Linked DNA regions of Mus musculus: region 1 is linked to region 2. The links are chromatin contacts, called in public Micro-C maps. All regions are on one chromosome and are shown on one strand. The core of a region is the stretch at or near the end of the contact, and the rest is flanking DNA. Distances in the headings are between cores, read along the strand shown.

The links. Hi-C and Micro-C count contacts between places; a contact is called where the count stands out from the background.
Region 1: a Micro-C map of granulosa cells shows a contact between it and region 2, with 4 times the contacts expected there. The contact joins the promoter of Serpinb1c here to the enhancer-like site in region 2. A contact is called at or near these places in 1 of 39 promoter capture datasets (macrophages), 2 of 15 datasets of contacts at CTCF or cohesin (CD8 T cells and large pre-B cells), 6 of 484 Hi-C or Micro-C datasets (embryonic stem cells, granulosa cells, large pre-B cells and 3 more), 1 of 115 datasets of contacts at active chromatin or transcription factors (large pre-B cells) and 2 of 9 other capture datasets (adipose tissue and liver).

What each region holds. Positions count from the first base shown.
Region 1 is chr13:32,895,628-32,899,718 of GRCm38.p6, forward strand. It overlaps Serpinb1c (serine (or cysteine) peptidase inhibitor, clade B, member 1c), which reads right to left and starts at 2,513. Exons shown (of 7, transcript NM_173051.2): 1 at 2,487-2,513; 2 at 1,304-1,479. The coding sequence starts at 1,471.
Region 2 is chr13:32,827,875-32,832,441 of GRCm38.p6, forward strand. No RefSeq gene overlaps it. Among named protein-coding and RNA genes, the nearest start is that of Serpinb1a, 21 kb to the right of the region's middle. Within about 2 kb of position 1,272, at least 22 of the 459 cell types and tissues checked have an H3K27ac peak or open chromatin away from gene starts, as enhancers often do. A contact at or near this core is called in granulosa cells and liver, where this site is marked.

The sequences.
Region 1 (4,091 bases), core at 1,263-3,762, 69 kb after region 2:
AAATTTGAATAATTAACATGTTAAATATTTATATCTGAATTCTTTTTCCAAAAAAAAATGATTTAAATGTTGTGGTCATTTTTCTAGTCTATGTCACATACAAGTTTCCTAAAAAAATTTTTTTTAAAAAATCTCAGATATAAATAGTGTAAATAAGAGTCATTCCCTCTCTGAGACCCAAAAGGTGGGACTGATTTCTTCTTATTAAGGTCCACAGCTCATTCCCTTGAAAAATAACTTCCTTAACTTTATTCTGGTGGGAGTTTAATTCCTCATCTGTTAGTTGAAAGTCAAGAGGCCTCTTATGGTTGTGTGAGGTCTGGGCTGGTTACTCACTTCTAAGACACAAAGGACAAAAACCACACAGTGTTCACAGTCCATGCTACTCTCTGAGCTATGCTTGCTAGATTGCTACATGGACTGAAATGGGGAGGGAAAGGCCTTGAAACTACTGTTTCCTGAAGCTGTCAGCAGTAAAAGCCTTAACGCTGAACCAGTGTTATATAACCTGTGAGAAGCACCTAGCAGCAGGTGCAGAGTTAGGAAACACTTTACCCACTCCTGTCTAGGCTGCCAATGATGGCAGAGTTCCTTTCTCAGAATTAAGAAACACCAAGAGCAGAGGTCCCCTTCACACCCATGAAGGAAGACTAGGCAGTTGTGGGGAGGGTGACCTGCTGTCTCCCAGAGGTGGGCTGAGAGGATGTGGGTCCTGTCCAACAGGCCACAGGGATTTTCCAATCCCTTCTCCTGCAGAGCCACAGCCAGTGAAATCAGGTTGGAGAGAGGCACAGGGCTAACCCTGGGAACACAGACAGATGGCTGTCTTTACCTTGTCCCCACAAGAAGGTACCACTACCAAGCTCTCTCCTGTAGCATGTTCCTATATCTGTTATGCCTGAAGGTGACCCTATTACAGGCATGGTTTATGAGTAATGATTGTAAATGCAAAAGGAAAACAGGAAACAGCTAGTTCTGGGGAGGTATGGGGCTTCCAGGATAAAACTATCAGATTCACTCCTGGGAATGGGAATGGAAGCTCAAAGCCTGCAGGTATTGTCATTGTCTTTTTCACTGTTTCCCCAACTGAGCAGAGACTCTGCTCTATGCTCAGTTAAAGCCGGTTATGAACTAATACCTGGCTTTTCAGGAGGAGGGTGTCTTTTCTGAATGTCTGACTGCACCATGAGTAGCTATTGAACTCAGTTTGACATGGCTTAGAAAACACACCAGAAGAACTCTGAGGCACAGCTTTTAGCATGGAGATGGGAGGGAGAGCTATGCCAGTTTTGCTTCTGCTAACCTTAGAGAGTTGGGCTGCAGTGCTGCCTCTGGCCCCCAGATAGACCATGGCCAAGGCAGAAGAAATGCTGACGGGAGAGAAGATGGTATTTCCTGTGGGGTTGCTCTCATTCAGGGTGTGGAACAGCTCCAAAGCAAAGAGGTTGTTGGCTGAACTCAGCTGCCCCATGGTGAAGGCTGCAACAGAAGGGGGATCAACATTGCCAACTATGTCAGCAAGGCCGCCCACCCCTAGGACCTGCAGTTGGTTACCCGTGTTCCCGCCCATTTTTTTCCCCAAGAGGGCAAGAATATTGCCCCAGGCACAAAAGCAGGGGTCAGATTTCAGCAGTGACACAAGACCAGGACCTAGGGTGTCTCATGTCTCTAGCCTTTGAGACAGGTTGTGTCTGAAAAGGGACCATGCAGGTGGCCTTGACACAGTGTCCACACTACACAGCCTTCTGTCTGGAGCTCAGCCATTGTGGGATGTCAAGTTCTAGTTCATTTAGGCAATGAATCCAGAAAACCACGTGGACCTACTCTACATAGATTAGATTCTGGTAAAGATAACAATGTTATCCTTTTCGTTCTCCAGGGATTCAGTTTTGCATGCCTGAGGTCAAGGCTGAAGTCTCAGCTGGAGTGAAATATGCGAATTTGAGAATGCCACTCAAATAAGTAAGATGTGGGTGACAGGGAAGAGGAACACTCCTCTGTGTCCCGTTTGCAAACAAGCTGATTCCTGCAGTGGGTAAGCAAGCCCTGCTTGAGGCTCATCTGCTAATTCAGCTGGGTCCCAAACTCAGAGCTCCAGTTTGTCCAAGTACAGGCCAATCACAGCCGTGTGTCTCTGGATGTTTAGCTACCAGGGCCACATGGATTTCTCATTGTTGAGGGTCTAGGATCTCACCAGCTTCCTTCCCTCCCAGCCTCCCTGCAGCCAGGATTGACCCTATGGAGTTGCAGGGCACTGTCTCTCAGATTAAGATTCAAAAAGAAAGGTGAGGGAAAGAAAAACGGTGGCTAGGATCACCTTCCTCCCTCTGGCCTGCGGCCTGGAGTGGGGTGTAGTTGGGGATCCACAGAGTATTTTCTGGTCACTTCTTGGATGAGGGGGAGGTACCGGGAGCATGCTGGTTCCTGAAGAAGCAGTGGGGAGGTCTGGCTACCTCTTCCCAGCCACCTCCCTGCATTGACCTTACCTCTTGCTTAGCAGGTCTGGCTCCACTTGCAGCTGACCTAGGAAGAAGTGCTCAGAGCCAGGTGTTGCCTTTATAGTACGCAGAAGGGGTGTGTCTTCCTGGCAAGTCCAAGCTGGGTGGAGAGGCCTTTTCTCTGGTGACCCTTTAAAACTGAGCTTGCAGGTCTTTTGAAATAAAAGCAGAAGATTGCAGGTACTCCCAAGGGGCAATTACTTTCCTCAGTTCCAGGCTTTTTTCTCTACGCCTCTAAGCAGAGACCCAGTAACTTATTTTTCCTCAGCTGCAAATGGCCAAGAGGATAAATGTCCTCTATTCCAGGTCAAAAGATTTTCTTTTGAATTTCACAGAAACACTGCAGAATGCAAAGGAGTGTGTGTGTGTGTGTGTGTGTGTGTGTGTGTGTGTGTGGTGTGGGGGGTGGGGGAGGAGAAATACCTTTGTGACCCCTTGGATAAGGACCCAGAATACCAGTTTTAAGCAACATCCTTGGCTGCTCTGCTTTTCAGGTGTCAAGGCTAGCTCTGTGACCACAGCAGGCTGGAGAGGCCCTCAAGTCACCATTCTCAACTATTAGACTAAAACTTTGGATTAATATCAAACTAAAATTAGAATTGATTAGCCCAGGCAATCATTACCTCCACATACTCAACTTTATTCTCCCTTGAAGTGCCTGGATCTTTAAAATCACAGAGTTTTTTTTTTTTAAGTTTTTAATTGTTTTTTAATCTTTCTTCAGAGGATAACGGAATAATGCTACTGTTAGTGAGGGTCACTACACATGGGTTGGTGTTTGTTAGACATGGGAACTAATGAAAAGAGGAGAAAGGAGGGTGGGGAGATGGGTCAGTTGGTGCCTCATTTACCATCCAACCATGGGGACCTGAGTTTGGATCTCTGGGCCTCTGTAATCTTAGTGCTGGAGTGGGGATGGGGGTGGGGACAAGCATTCCCTAAGAGGAGGTCAATGGCCAGCTAGTCTTGCTCACTCAGGGGGCTCCTGGGTCTGTGAGAGATCTTGTCTCAAAAAATAATGTGGAGAATGATAGTGGGAGACTCAGAGTGCTAACCCCTGGCTTTAATATGCACATGTATCTGTGCTCCCACCTACATATGTGCACACAAGCAAGGTGTGCACACTCACCACTCACCACACAGGAAAAGAACCACAGTCTTAAAACAAACAAGCAAACAAAAAAGAAGCAAAGGAAATGAAAACAGAAAGGAAATACAGTTTCCAGTTGACGTAGTTAGTTGTCATGATTTGATAGATTTGGCAACTTCACTGCTATTTCAACAAGACTGGGGAACCCCCTCAATGACAGGATGTCAAAAGGATGAAAATACGCATCCAAACACTGCAGTTAAAGACTTGGGACAAGAGGTGCACCACCTTGGGAATGTAGATGCCTGCCACACCCATGAGGCCTTGGGTTCCATCCCCAGCTCAAGCCTAAAGTAAGGGTCAACAATACTCTGAAACGATTTTACCACTTTCTTTTGGTGCTTACATAAGATCAAAGCATATATATATATATATATATATATATATTTATATATTTTTCCTCCCATTTAACACACACACACACACATATGAAATTGTCTTTT
Region 2 (4,567 bases), core at 22-2,521:
AGCCACTTTTATTTAGCCAATAGCTTTAAATTGGGGAGCCAAGTTTACATAGACTCACTTGGTGTACATGAGGATATGTTTGTCAAGAGCAGCCAGGTCTTGGGGGCCAGTATTTAGCATTTGAATACATAGCAGCACCAGACCAGCCCCCAACACTGGACATTTTTTTAAACGTATGTGTGCATATGAAAATTGGAAACTTATGCCACCTGTTTAGCAGCTACAATCTGAACCACCAGGGGGCGCACAGTTCATGTCCTGCACCTCTCCATCTGTGCCATCCACACAGGCAGTGAAAGAATGGACAGCCTAGGAACTGTACTTTATGAGAGAAATGAATCCCTTTGCACACTCCGCCTGCCAACCTTTGCCCTCTGCCCCCATCGCCAGGGTTCTATCAATAGCCCAGCCATCCATGCACACTGAGGAACATGGACCCAGAGTGAGTCTGCTGGAATTCAAACCCTGGCTGGGCTGATTCGTGGTCAAGGTTGTCATCTTTGCTTTTCCCCTTCCTCATCTGTAGGAACTTAATTGCAATGGAACCTCATCACTGAGAACTGAGATGTACAGGGTCTCATCTTGCAGCGCTGAGCGCCTCATCTCAGCCTTTTGAGTGCTGGGATTAACCAGTGTGTGCCATTGTCTCTGTCTATTTCCGATAATGACTTTAAAAACCTACCACAATGCCGGTATCATACTATACTCTATGCTGTTACTTGGGGACAGACTTTTTCAATTTGTAAGATCCTGCCTCAAAACAAACATGTCCAATCACTAAGCAAGTAGTGTATTTTGCACCCCAGGCAGTGCAACATGTTTCTTGGCTGTAGCTGTACCACAAACACAAGTGAGGCACGGTGCATAATGGAGCTAGGCCATAGGAACGTGGGCTCTCCATTACAATCTATGGCAGCACCAACATATGTGACAGGTACCAACTGGCAGTGGCAAAATACCAGGATACAGGGAAAGTGTTTTTCACAGAACTCAAAATCCCCTGTGCACTCTCCTTCCTGGTTATAGTAAAAGTGTTTTTTTCTGGTCCTGAGAATTATAGAAATGGCTGGCATTGCTTTGCTGTGCTAGGACCTGCTCTGACAGCTGTTCTGACACCTGCAAAGCCACATGTGTTAAACATTGATTCTGTGATTTCCTTCTGGGGACTGTTTTCCTTGTGTTTTAAAACATGAATACGTGGAGCTGGGTGATAATCTCTGATTCAGCCATAGGACATATCATCGTAGGACAGGAAAGGAACATCTGAGTCACTTAATCTAATTCCTGCAGTGTGACAGCAACTTGACCATGGTGGTGATAAAAAGACCGGAATTACAGTTTATCAGATGATGCATTCGATCATGACTTTTTCCATTAAAGCAGGCAGGCTTAAGAACACCCAGGCTTCACTGAATTAAGTGCTTTATACTGTGTCTACAAGCACAGAAATAGCACAGTTTTAAAAAGTGAATTGTAGATACAGACACTGTAACAAGACAGGACACTTTTCATAACATGTGAGTAACAAAGTTGACTCGTCTGCACTATGTACTTAATCAAACTTCCATGACATTCAGTCAGTTGTCTTAACATCTTTGCTGGAAACAGGTCTAAAAAGGTTTTGTAGAGCCATCTTACTGTGCACTGATATCGACTTACCTGCATCTGGTAAAATACAACATATTCACAGGCAGTGAGTTTCAGGCAGGCAGCAAGAGATTGGAAGTGCAGGGTGCCCTGGGAACTGAGCCTTCAGGCTCAGGAATGCTTAACAGAGTAGATGGATTTCCTACCATGCACCACCACTGATGTAGCCCAGAAAGCATGCTATCCTGGACTTTATTTTCCCAGGGATAATTGACAAGCTGCACTAAGAGCACAGAGAGCCATCTGGTTTCTAGAAGAGGGTCCTCTTCTCAAGCTGTTGTATTCCTAACTTTGAGAATTTTTGTTTTTGAGAAGTAGCTAAGGGACTAGATTGGTCCAAGGTCCCCTGAAGAACTGTCCTGCAGTTAACCACCCAAATCAGGCATCCTTACAACGCTAGTTTGTTTCAAGAGTCCTGTCTCCCCAGACACTTGTGCTGTGGTCTCTTACTATACTGGTAGATTTGACGCCTTCTTTCATTTTTATCAGTTTTGTCTCAGTGTATTTTGAATCTTCCCCCTTGGACGATGAAAGTAGCATGCTGATGAGGAAGAAGGGGAAACCAAAATAAGTCTGTAATTGTTCAGGATCTGTGGACTCGGGGTTAGTAAAGTCACAGTACAACAAGGCTGTCCCAGTCAGCATCACCCAGTCATTTTCTCCTGAGCCCAGAGCCCTCAAAATCCTCTTCTGTCAGATATTGGGCGCATATTCTTCATCCCCACCAAAATAAAAGTGACATATCATCACTACAAAGTAAATGGCAACTAAAGATTATTATTTTCATGACAAGTATTATCATCTTAAAGAGGCTTGCATTGGTTACTTTTATGTGGCTATGACTAAATAACTGTAAGGGAGTAAAATTTTGGGAGAACCATCATGGCAGGGAAGTTGTGTCGGGTCAGCTTACTGCTTAGGAAGTAAATGTAGTGGCGACTGTTCATGTCCCAGAAGAACACTAAACAGAGCTCCACAGGAACTGGGGGCTAGGCATTACTTCGCCCACCATGACTTCTGCCACTTGGGTCTACTCTGTAAAGGGTCCACAGTCTGTAATTGGACTGTATAATATGTATGTATATGCATATGTAATAATGGCACCATTAGCTGGGGACAAGTGGTCTAAACATTTCCTCTTCCAACACAAGTATGTCAAATATGAAGGCAACTGATGCAGCTTGCCTGCAGAGTTCCAGACATTATCAGACCTCTGAGCATTGAAGCTCTGAGATCCACCAGGAATGACTTATCTAACTTTCTTTCCGGGGGCCTGACGAAATAGCTCAGAGGGTAAAGTTCTTTACCAGGCAACTGTGAAGACAGATATTCAGAGCCCAAGAACCCATGTAAAAGCTGGGTAGGCATAGCAGCCGCTGGTAATCCTTGCAGATGATCCCTGAAGGAAACTGACTAGTGAGACCAGCTGAAATGGCATGCTGCTTGTTTAGGGAGAAGAGTCTGCTTTGATATATAAGGTATAGTAATTAAGAACACTTTGGACCACCACACACATGTACCTGCACACATACCACACACACACACACACACACACACACACACACACACAGAGGAAAACGAAATTCCTCATGGCTTAAATGAACCTAACTTCTGTCACAATACATCCCTCAAATTTCAACTGTTCTACCTAAGACTCTTTCAGCATGTTGACCACTAGAAAAAGGAACCACGTACCCTCCTGCTTTATATTGTTCAAAGGTTGGACTCCTTACCCCACCCCACCCCTGCCCTGTAGGCAGTCTAGTTCTGATCAGATCCTCCCAACACGAGAAGCTAAACCGTGAAATTTCACATCCCAGTTTCTTCCATCCTGACTGCGATAGCTGTCACAAGATTTTGCGAGTGTTGCTTTAATAGTCGATAGGAATTTCAAGTAATGCCTTAAAGTCAAACTGAAGTTGGGGCTGAAATAATAGCGAAGCATCCAGCTTTTTATGTCACAATTAAGTCTGATGAAGCCATCATTTTCTCCTGCTGCCTGGCAAGCCCAGAATATAAAGGAACTTTATTTCATGTGGGAGGGAACAGAATAGGGATAGATTTGCGGAAGTTACAGAAACAATGATAAGAAGAGATAATAAATCAACAAGGAAATTGTTGCCAGGCAACATGGTTGGTTGTCAAAGAGATAGCCTTCAGTAATAACCCTTGGCAATCTTCAATATTAGGCTGTAAATCTCTGAATAAGAATGACTGAGCTATGAGTGGATCAGGGTGGACACTCTTCCAAAGAACCAGTGCACCCAGCTCACCCATTCTGTCTGTAAACATAACTTCTGCCTCTCTGAGAACTGTGCATCTGTTTCACTGACTGGAACACTTTGTCTCTTGTGTATTTAAAATTATACTGTGATTGTAGTTTTTTTTTTTTTTTCTCAGTACAATGAACCCAGGTTGCCATCTCCCTACTTACTTGGGTCCCAGAACTCTGGCCAGAGGTAGCAAGGGCATGTGACTCACAGACAGTGAAACTGGGGTCCTGTGGGAGTTCTCCACAACCTGAAACCAAATTAGGTAGGTACAGAAGGCGGGGCTAGTTGGCTCTGGGGTAGGAGATCTGCATGAGCAGTGTCAGTCTGTAAACACTGCGGAGGAGGAAGATACAGTTGCTAGCCTTTGTACACACTGGGAGAAGGAAATACAGTTACTAGACTTTGTAGACACTTATCAGTCTTCCTAAACAGTACACCAGAACTCCCAAGAAAAGCCTTGCAATTTCTCTTGAGCCTGGCTCATATGCGAAACAGCTTTGCCTATTTCCCATGTGAGGCCTTGGGCATCCTTGACACAGCTGCGCCCAGCCTGGCCCATATGGATAATAGCTTTGTCAATTGGCCATGTGTCTGGCAGGCCTTTGCTGTCCTCCACAAAGCCTTGGCCATGATAAAAATCCATATCT